Regions from separate parts of the Salmo salar genome. Here region 1 is linked to region 2. The links are chromatin contacts, called in public Hi-C maps. All regions are on one chromosome and are shown on one strand. The core of a region is the stretch at or near the end of the contact, and the rest is flanking DNA. Distances in the headings are between cores, read along the strand shown. Region 1 holds the start of LOC106577153 (putative ATP-dependent RNA helicase DHX57). Region 2 holds the start of mtrf1l (mitochondrial translational release factor 1-like).

Evidence for each region. A called contact is a pair of places that touch in the nucleus more often than the background predicts.
Region 1: a contact with region 2 is called in a Hi-C map of blood, with 9 times the contacts expected there. The contact joins the promoter of LOC106577153 here to the promoter of mtrf1l in region 2. A contact is called at or near these places in 2 of 3 Hi-C or Micro-C datasets (blood and muscle).

What each region holds. Positions count from the first base shown.
Region 1 is chrssa18:27,047,969-27,053,128 of Ssal_v3.1, forward strand. It overlaps LOC106577153 (putative ATP-dependent RNA helicase DHX57), which reads right to left and starts at 2,978. Exons shown (of 22, transcript XM_014154953.2): 1 at 2,872-2,978; 2 at 2,373-2,696; 3 at 1,894-2,085; 4 at 429-1,707; 5 at 71-192. The coding sequence starts at 2,485. It overlaps LOC123728713 (a long non-coding RNA gene), which reads left to right and starts at 4,002. Exons shown (of 2, transcript XR_006760410.1): 1 at 4,002-4,239; 2 at 5,160.
Region 2 is chrssa18:26,729,560-26,734,200 of Ssal_v3.1, forward strand. It overlaps mtrf1l (mitochondrial translational release factor 1-like), which reads right to left and starts at 3,287. Exons shown (of 7, transcript XM_014154842.2): 1 at 2,525-3,287; 2 at 829-908; 3 at 481-664; 4 at 186-349; 5 at 1-17. The coding sequence starts at 2,969.

The DNA of each region.
Region 1 (5,160 bases), core at 1,728-4,227, 320 kb after region 2:
GTCCTTGAAATATGCCATATTGGCCATAGTGTGCTGTGCTGCAGTGTACTCAGGCCTGTCACTGACTCACCCAGTCATGCCACTGACCACCAGCACCTGGCAGTTGTCCAACAGGTCCAGGATGTTCTCCTTCTCATTCCAAGCAGGCAGCTTCTGTCTCTGCTGCAACATGGAGGTGAAGCGCCTGGATGACTGGCAGAGAAAGGAACAGAACAGACATTCACATATCATCATTAGGGAGCGAGCTTTTTCATGACTACATGTTTTCAGGCGTACGGATATGGCCATAACTAGTAATGGACAGGACTGATGAATCGCAAGTCTCCCATACAACCAATAGATGGAGCTAAATAGCATAAGACAGGCTGTTTACATGTCCCTCTTGTACTGTAGTAACGGCCCAGAATGAAGTACGTTCTCCACTCTACCTGTTTTGTCCTGAACTCTCGACACAGTTTGGCATTCTCCTTTTGCTGGCTCCCTGTCCTCTCTTCATGTCTCTTCACCATCTTCTTCCTCAGGTTGACATAGCTCTCGGTCTCAGGAACCACCACTTCTTCCTCATCATCCTCCTCCTCCTCCTCCTCCTCCAAGTCTTCTGTGGCCTGCTGTGTCCTGTGGCTGCTTGTTCTGTTAGTTGGGGAAGTTCTGCTGTTGGCGGTGCTGTTGTTAGTTGGGGCAGTTCTGCTGTTGGCGGTGCTGTTGTTAGTTGGGGCAGTTCTGCTGTTGGCGGTGCTGTTGTTAGTTGGGGCAGTTCTGCTGTTGGCGGTGCTGTTGTTAGTTGGGGCAGTTCTGCTGTTGGCGGTGCTGTTAGTTGGGGTAGTTCTGCTGTTGGCGGTGCTGTTAGTTGGGGTAGTTCTGTTGGTGTTCGTACTACGCTTGCTCTCCACGTGTGATGCCGTGTTGCTCCTCCCACTCTTGCACTTCGTCATGGCAACAGCAGCAGGGGGTGGAGCCACTACCACAGGGGGCAGGGAGCTGTATTTATGATGGGTGACTGACAGCAGCTCCTTCATGGTGGCCTCGTCCTCGCAGCAAGTGATCAGGGTGTAGACCACGGGCTCCCCCTCCTTCGCTGCAGCCAAGGCCTCCCCGAACAGATGCTCTGTGACACTCAGCCTGGCTGCGGCCCCTATGGTCTCATCGTTAGTGCTGAAGGCCACGACAGGAGCCTGGAAGGGGTAGCGGTTCCCTTTAGGGAAGCGGACCTCCAGCTCGTACTCTGGAGAGGAGTAGCTGCTGAACCCAGGTTGGCTGGCTCCCACGGGGTCTTGAGGGCCCGAAGCTGTCCCCTTGGTGGGCATCTGGTGCTTATACTTGCACTTAGCTCCAAACCTGCATCCGGCACCCTTTAGGTAGAAGCTGCAGACGTCCCTAATTTGAACGGCGTCGTCGGTGCGAGCAGATGCGTTCTGTTTTCCTCTGGCAATGTCGGCCAGGAAGTCGGGGTCCAAAGTGACAGTCCAAACGCTGTTGGCGATACGCTCGGTAAAGCGGTCGCCGTAGATGGCGGTGAGGGCCAAGGCCTCCTCCTGTCTCTGGGTGAGGCACTCGTCCATGGGCGCCCCTTGGAGGCCATCGGGGGAGACAGCTTTGGGGCCGTAGCGCTCGGAGAAAACCTGGAGGAGCAGCTGTTCCATGGTGGCTCCCACCTCCCCAACACCTGCCTCCAGGGCCTGCTTGCTGCGCTCCCGGTCGAAACCATACCTACACACAACGCCGAGGGAGGGATGTTAGAAACGACACATCAAGACATGACACATTCATCACAATGACTGGAAGCAACCCCCTTCCTAAACAATTTAAAAGTGTCACTAAATATCCCACCCTGACATATCATTAGAGCTGAGATGGGTACAGAAAGTGAAGTCTGAATCTAAGTGGTGTTGATACCTGCAGAGCTTTCCTATGGCAAACAGTCCTATGACTGGCTCGGGAGTGGGCCGCCGTTCATCCTCAGAGTCAGGATCATAGACGGGGCTCTCTGCACGCTCAACAGGCTCATCATGGGTGTTCCAGAACTGCCCTTCTTCCCGGTAATCCAGCTCATCATACTCCTCCTCTTCCTCATACTCCTCTTCTTCACTGAGAAAGGAAAGGTGGGTTAAGATCACGTGATGTTATTAGTCTATTCGGGTAAACAAGGTGACACCTGATACATCCCTAAACAAATCTCTGCCGAGAAGAAAACACCATCCCTGAACACAAACCAATTATTCTAATATTATACAGTCCCCCAGTGTTCTGAAGGCACCCCAGTGTTCTGAAGGCACCCCAGTGTTCTGAAGGCACCCCAGTGTTCTGAAGGCACCCCAGTGTTCTGAAGGCACCCCAGTGGACAGTCTCTCACAGTATGTTTTGAGAACACTCACTCATATGGCTCGTCGTCGTAGTCCTGGGTCTGCAGCTCTCTCAGCAGCTCTTTCACCTGCTCCTGGTTCTCATTGGTCATGAAGATCTTCTGCATGGGCATGTTGCCCATCATCTCAGGCCTGAGGCGAGGCCTGTCTTCATCCACCAGCCTAGGCCGAGGTCTCTCGCTAATTAGGGACTTGGGTAAACCCCTACCATTAACCTTTCCCCTACCCCTATCTCCGCCACCTCTACCCCTCCCTCCACCAGTGCTCCTTCCCCGTCCTCCTCTACCTCTGCTGCTACCCCCGCTGCCCCCACCCCTTCCTCTGCCTGAGGTGGGCCTGTGGATAGAGAAAGAGAGATGAGAGAAATAAGTTAATTATTCAGGCTTATTCCACATTTCAAAAGATCAGAGCAAGCATGACTACTCTAGTAGCTAACTAATTATCTTAAGACGAAAGCTCAGGATAAGAGTGTTTGCTAAATTACTAAAATGTAAATGTAATTACACTGTACCTGGCTGAGCGACTGGGTCCAAAATCAAGGCTGAAATCGTCACCGTCATCCCAGCCACCACTAGCTGCCTTTCCACCTCCTCCCCCTCCCCCACCACCTCCTCCTCCTCCCCCCCTTCCTCTTCCTCTCCCTCCTCCGGGCTTGTTAAATCGCCCTCCACCTCTGTTGGGCTGCCCCCTCCTTCTTCCACTCATTTCACGTCTCTTTCTGTAATCCAAAGTATAATCACACCTGAAGAGAACAAAAGCAGACAAATCAAGAGGTACATTATTAGTGCTATGGTGTCAACCCTGCTCAGGGATGACAAGTATCTTGAGTTAAAATGTCTGTCTATTTCATGAATAAGGTCTACACAAAACTAAGTGCATAGTCATTTGACACCTGATTGTGATCTGTGCTAAATGAGAGGAAGATACAGTAGTCGACCTGTATAGAGAGAGAGAGATGCAGTCTAATACCAGATGTAGTTTGCAACGAGCCTTTGACTATTCAATAGCATAACACATTGCCAGGTAACTATGTTATTATGCGCCGGACATACTTCTTGCATTACTGTAGCACTCGGTTGTTTTGCAGTTGCTGACTTCACTTCCTACTCTGGGCTTCATTTTTTAGTTCAATGACACATACGGCGCCGGTGGCCATAATTATACAAGGCACGGTGACGGTGCCTTAAACGGGAGAACCGGGTAGCTAAAATTGTTCTTTCTGGCTGACAAAACACGTTTACATCGTGTTTAGTTCATAAAACGCAATGGGTTGTGGGCAAACGAGATAATTGACCAGAATGACTCAACAGTACACTTAACAGTCAGCTAGTACCGAAGATGGCTAGACAGTAGCCATGCTAGCTACCGTTAACGTTAGCTAGCTAAATAGTTAGCCTAGCTACCGGTAGGTCGGTAGAACACATTGTTTATTTCTTTATGGGCAAGAGGACATTTAGTGAAAGCTTTTGCTTTAAAAACAAACAAAAAAACACGTACTATCTACGAACGGTCGAGGAAAAATACATAAGAGAGACAAATAACAGGTTATTTAACCAGAGACCGAAGAACATGTACAAACCTGACACAAAGCTGATCGGTCCACCGGCAAATTCAGCTTCTCTCTCATTGGTTAATGAATCAGAGGTCAAAGTTTCTTTTCCGGTGAAAGTTGTATAACTTTAGAGTTGCCATGGTAACATAACGTTTAGGGAAGTGCAGAGTGCAACAAAATCAGCTGGACCAGCACGAAAATAGAGAGTAAGATATAGTCATGTTTGAACTAGCAACACATCCGAAATGTGTAGACTGGCTTAACAGCCAGACAGCCAGCTAATGACTCAACATTAAGTAAATTGTCAAAGCATCACAAACATGTCAGGTGAGTTGCTAGCCAAGTAAAACTCCACGGTGTACTTGACGGTCAGTTGATGTGAAGTACATCATGGAGTTAAGTTTTACTGGCTAGTTAGCTATCTAGCTACAACATGAGGTTGGTGGCACCTTAATTGGGGAGGATGGGATCGTGGTAAGGGCTGTAGAAGAATAAGTGGAATGGTATCAAATACATCAACCACATGGTTTGATGCCATTCCATTCACTCTGTTCCTTATAATGTCATTATTAATTAAGTGTTTTTCCTGCAGAGAAGAAAGGAAAGGCCACAGAAAGCAAATGTACAGACCAGACTTCACAGACCATCCTATGTATATCCTAAATATTGTAAATGTTTGTGCTTTAGGCTAACTATTATCCTATGTATCAGCGTATGTTTTGAACTCCACTCATATATTTCATTTCAGAGGAACACAGTTTGAAAGTATCCTATATTTTCCAGAATGGTGACAGATATGGGAAGTCCTCATATCATATTGACTCAGTAACATTAGATTTTTGATTCGAACTGTTAGAACCACATGTTCTAACCAGCTGCATTGTGGGCTGTCATAACCAGAAGGTGAGTGCTGCAGGTTCACAGAGGAATTTGTGGTGAGAAGTGGCATAGGCAAACATGGTTTCAGGGTGGGTACTCTGCTGTGAGTGGACAGTGCTCCATCTATTCCATACGGAAGGCAGAGGGACTCTGGAACATCCCTCTGGGCCAATGTATGAAGGGGACTTAAAGACAACATGTACCACGGCACTGGGACATACAGATTCCCCGATGGGACCAAATATTGCAGCAGCAAGAACTGGTGAACCCATGACTTTAGCATGTTCACTTTTTCCTGTCACAGGCTAGTAGTGAATGTTAGGCTAGGCCTATGGCTAATTATAGCTCTATTTGTTGTTTTTGTCTAGG
Region 2 (4,641 bases), core at 2,037-4,536:
TTAATTGTGAAAGTGATCTGAAAAAGAAATAATGAATTGAGCACTTAGCAAAATAAGTCTGTACTTAATCTTTGGTAACAGTGGTAATGTTACCAAAGAAAGAAGGTAATACTTCACTGATTTATTTTTACTTTTTTAAAAGCTTGTAAAAGTACAAGGGCCAAATACCTCAGGGAAGGTCTCACCTCTGTGGGCTGGGGTAGCACTGCCACTGTCATGGTGCTGGTGTGAATACGACCCTGTTTCTCAGTCTTAGGGACTCTCTGCACGCGATGCACACCTGCCTCAAACTTCATCCTCTTGTAGCTGTTAGGACCACTGACACTGGCTGATGCATGCCGTAACCCACCTGCAAACAGTTGACATTCACACACTCAAAGTTACCATTCATAAAATGGAGTCAGTTGAAGGTTTGGGTAAACACTAGCAACAGGAATGTTTTGACAACAACAAACCTGTTAATTAATGAATGTGACTGACCTATTTCACTTTTCATGTACTCCAGGATGTCAAACCCCCAGCCCTGGTGTGCTGCAAAGCTCTGGTACATGTCAAAGACCTCTGCAGTGAAGAGCATGGCCTCCTGACCTCCGACCCCTGCGGTGACCTCCAGGACTAGGTCACTCATGTCTGACTCCTCCTCAGGAATCAACAGGGACAGGATCTGAAGGAATGTAGAAGAATCAGACATGATAGTTTAGTAATTTTCTCAAACTACGTTTTCCATACTGATTGGAGTGATTCGATTTCCTTTCGCCACCCTAAATGTGCTTTTATCAGTGTCATCTTATTCCGACTGTAGGGGGAACTTAAAATGCAGGTGTGTACCTTTTGTCTAACATCTTGAATCGCTTTCTGACAAGCCTCCCTCTCAAGGACTGCCAGTTCACGCATGTCTGGGTCGTCATCTTAGGGAAAAAGGGAAAAACAATGTTTCTTATTTCACTGAATTTACTATCAGTGAAAGATCCATTTATAGTGAACAGAAATATAAATGCAAAATGTAAAGTGTTGGTCCCATGTTTCAATACGCACAAAAAGCTTATTTCTCTCACATTTTTTGCACAAATTTGTTAACATCCCTGTTAGTTAACATCCTTTGCCAAGATAATCCATCCACCTGACAGGTGTGGCATATCAAGAAGCTGATTAAACAGCATGATCAATACAGGTGCACATTTTGCTGGGGACAATAAAATGCCACTCTAAAATGTGCAGTTTTGTCACACAACACAATGCCACAGATGTCTCAAGTTTTGAGGGAGCGTGCAATTGGTATACTGACGGCAGGAATGTTCACTAGAACTGTGGACAGAGAATTTCATTTTCACTTTTCTACCATAAGACAACTCCGTCATTTTGGAGAATGTGGAAGTACGTCCAACCGGCTTCACCATGGCAGACCACGTATACCCAGGCCAGCCCAGGGCCTCCACATCAGGCTTCTTCACCTTCGGGATCGTCTGAGACCAGCCACACGGGCAGCTGATGACACAAACTGTCAGAAAAAGTCTCAGGGAAGCTCATCTGAGTGCTCTTCGTCCTCACTTGGGTCTCGACCTGACTGCAGTTCGGTGTCGTAACCAACTTCAGTGGGCAAATGCTCACCTTCGATGGCCACTGACACACTGGAGAAGTGCTCTTCACGGATGACTTCGGTTTCAACTGTCCCGGGCAGATGTCGTGTTGGCGAGCGGTTTGCTGATGTCAACATTGTGAACAGACTGCCCCATAGTGGCTTTGGGGTTATGGAATGGGCAGGCATACGCTACGGACAACGAAGACAAGTACATTTTATTGAGGGCAATTTGAATGTACAGAGATACCGTGACAAGATACTGAGGCCCATGAGCCATTCATCCGCCGCCATCACCTCATGTTTCAGCATGATATTGCACAGCCCCATGTCACAAGGATCTGTACACAATTCCTGGAAGCTGAAAATGTCCCAGTTCATCCATGGCCTGCATACTCAACAGACATGTCACCCATCAAGCATGTTTGGGATACTCTGAATCGACGTGTATGGCAGCGTGTTCAAATTCCAGCCAATATCCAGAAACTTTGCACAGCCATTGAAGAAGAGTGGGATGATATTCCACAGGCCACAGTCAACAGCCCGATCAACTCTATTCGAAGGTGTCGTCACACTGCATGAGACAAATGGTGGTCATGCCCTGGTCTGATCCATGCCCTGACCCTTTAAAAAAAAAAGTTATCTGTGACCAACATATGCATATCTGTATTCCCAGTCATGTGAAATCTATAGATTAGGGCCTAATAAACGTATTTCAATTGACTGATTTCCAAATATGAACTGTAACTCAGTAAAATCTTAGAAATTGTTGCATTTATATTTTTGTTCAGTGGTAGATACAAGATGGATACATTATACACAGTCACCAGATGTAGGAACAGGTACCGTTTGTTACAATGTCAAACTCACAAGCTGCTGATTCCTATTGGCCATGAGATGCCCTTCTGCATCTGTTGATAGAACATCACACATTAGGTGTGGCCTCACCTTTCAGTAATGTTTCAGTTTCAGCAAATTCCTGCTGTTTTGTCTGAAGCTCTCTGGTGTACTGGATTAGTGGGGCTAGTACAGAAACTCTTGTCCTCTTCACTCTCAATTCCGCTTCACCATCCTGCTGTCCCTCTGTCATGTTGACAACTGTCAGACTATCTCTGTACTCTGTCTCCATCTTCTTGAAGTAGTCCTGTAATGATCTTCTGGCAAAGATCTCGTCCACTGACAGTAACTTCGTAATCATCAATGGCTGAGTTGCATGCATAGTTCTACTATTTGGGCTAAGCTTTTGGGACGAATTTTGACATTTACCGCATAGAACCGCTCCGTAATCTCTTTGTCTTTGGGACATGACGGTAGACCCCCTCTGGTAAGAGGACATCCAGGACCGACCACACACGTTCCCTAAGTGCATTTTGACAGCTTGAGTAAAAGCCATACTAAACAATGGTTCGCATAAAAGGTTCAATACAACAGTGGAACAATATTACTCTTTAGAATTTGTTGATTTGTTTATAATATTATCTAGTTAGCTAGCTGATTTGTTTTGCACTACACAATGGCAGCTAATTGAAGTGATATGACGTTCTGAAGGGTTTTGGATAGTGTGTACAGTTGTATCGACCATAACAACTATTTGAAAATAAAAACATATAAAACATTTTTTTCTGGATTTCATTTATCGCTAACCATCACCAAAGCCAGAGAAGTGCTACTGCTCAAGGGCGCTGACATGTTGGTTTTTGCACATAAGTGGTTGCGCCCTGTTTCGATTCTCAAATACCGTAAGTATGGAAATAAACACGTAGATTACCGTAAGTAAACAAATACATGTAGCCAAAACATTAAGATTTATCTGTAGTAGTAGCTATAGTATATAATAAACCGGATAGTTTGGCTCCTGGTGCTGATTAGAATAAATATATATATTTCTTTACTGTTCTAAATACCTTGGTAACCCGTTTATAATAGCAATAAGGCACATTGAGGGTTTGTGGTATATGGCCAATATACAACGGCTAAGGATTGTATCCAGGCACTCCGCCTTGAGTCTATTTTGAGTCGTACATAAGAACAGCCCTTAGCCTTGGTATACTGGCCATATACCACAACCTCTCGTGCCTTATTGCCCAAGTATCGCATTGTGTAAAAATAACAATGTTGTATAAAACTTCACCAAAGCATTCAAATGTCAAAACATTAATGTGTCACTGCACGGGACTGTCTTAATGACCACTTTGACTGTTGTGTTCACTGTTTATGGAAACAACCCTGGGAACAACAATCCCATGTTCCACCAGCAGATGGGAGGCAACATCCATCCAACTTTGCAGTTCACTGAAGAGTCAATTTACAGATTGTGTAATGTGTAACTAACTACCAATGATATACATGTACATGTAACTACCAATGATATATATAATCAGTTTTCCATGTTGATTCAACCTCATCACATATATTTTGGGGGTTGAAATTACGTGGAAACAATGTTGATTCAACCAGTTTTTAGTTACATATATAGTGGGTATGCAATTTCAACCCCCAAAATATATGTGATGAGGTTGAATCAACATGGAAAACTGATTATATATATATTATATATTTTCACCCAACTTTTAACCAAAATCAAAACTAGACGTTGAACTGACGTCTGTGCCCAGTGGGTAGGAATGGGTTAATGGTTTCATTCCAGTACTGTATGTGTATGATATTAGTAGGTTATTGCTTGCAGCTGTGCACCATCATACGATTGGCAGCTCATAAAGCAAATAAAGTTCAAGTCAGGGAAAGGAAGAGTATTGCCAAATTTGGTTTTCCTTGGAATTTACCTTGGGCAGGATAAAACATATTATATTTCACCAGATTTGGCTGTTGCTCAGCACTTTTGGTTCTTTGGAAAATCAGGATTTCCAAGCTGTGATTCATATTTTCTTTGCCCATGAGATAGATAGGATGGAATGCAAGGAACACACACAGTGTTTCCAGTAGTAATCAGGTTGAGATTTTTACTACTTGATGTTGGTAGTAAATAAGTAGTCACAACACTACAACCAGACTACACCAGCTTTTCGCGACTGCAGAAGAAGACAAAACAGGAAGTAGTTGGTTGT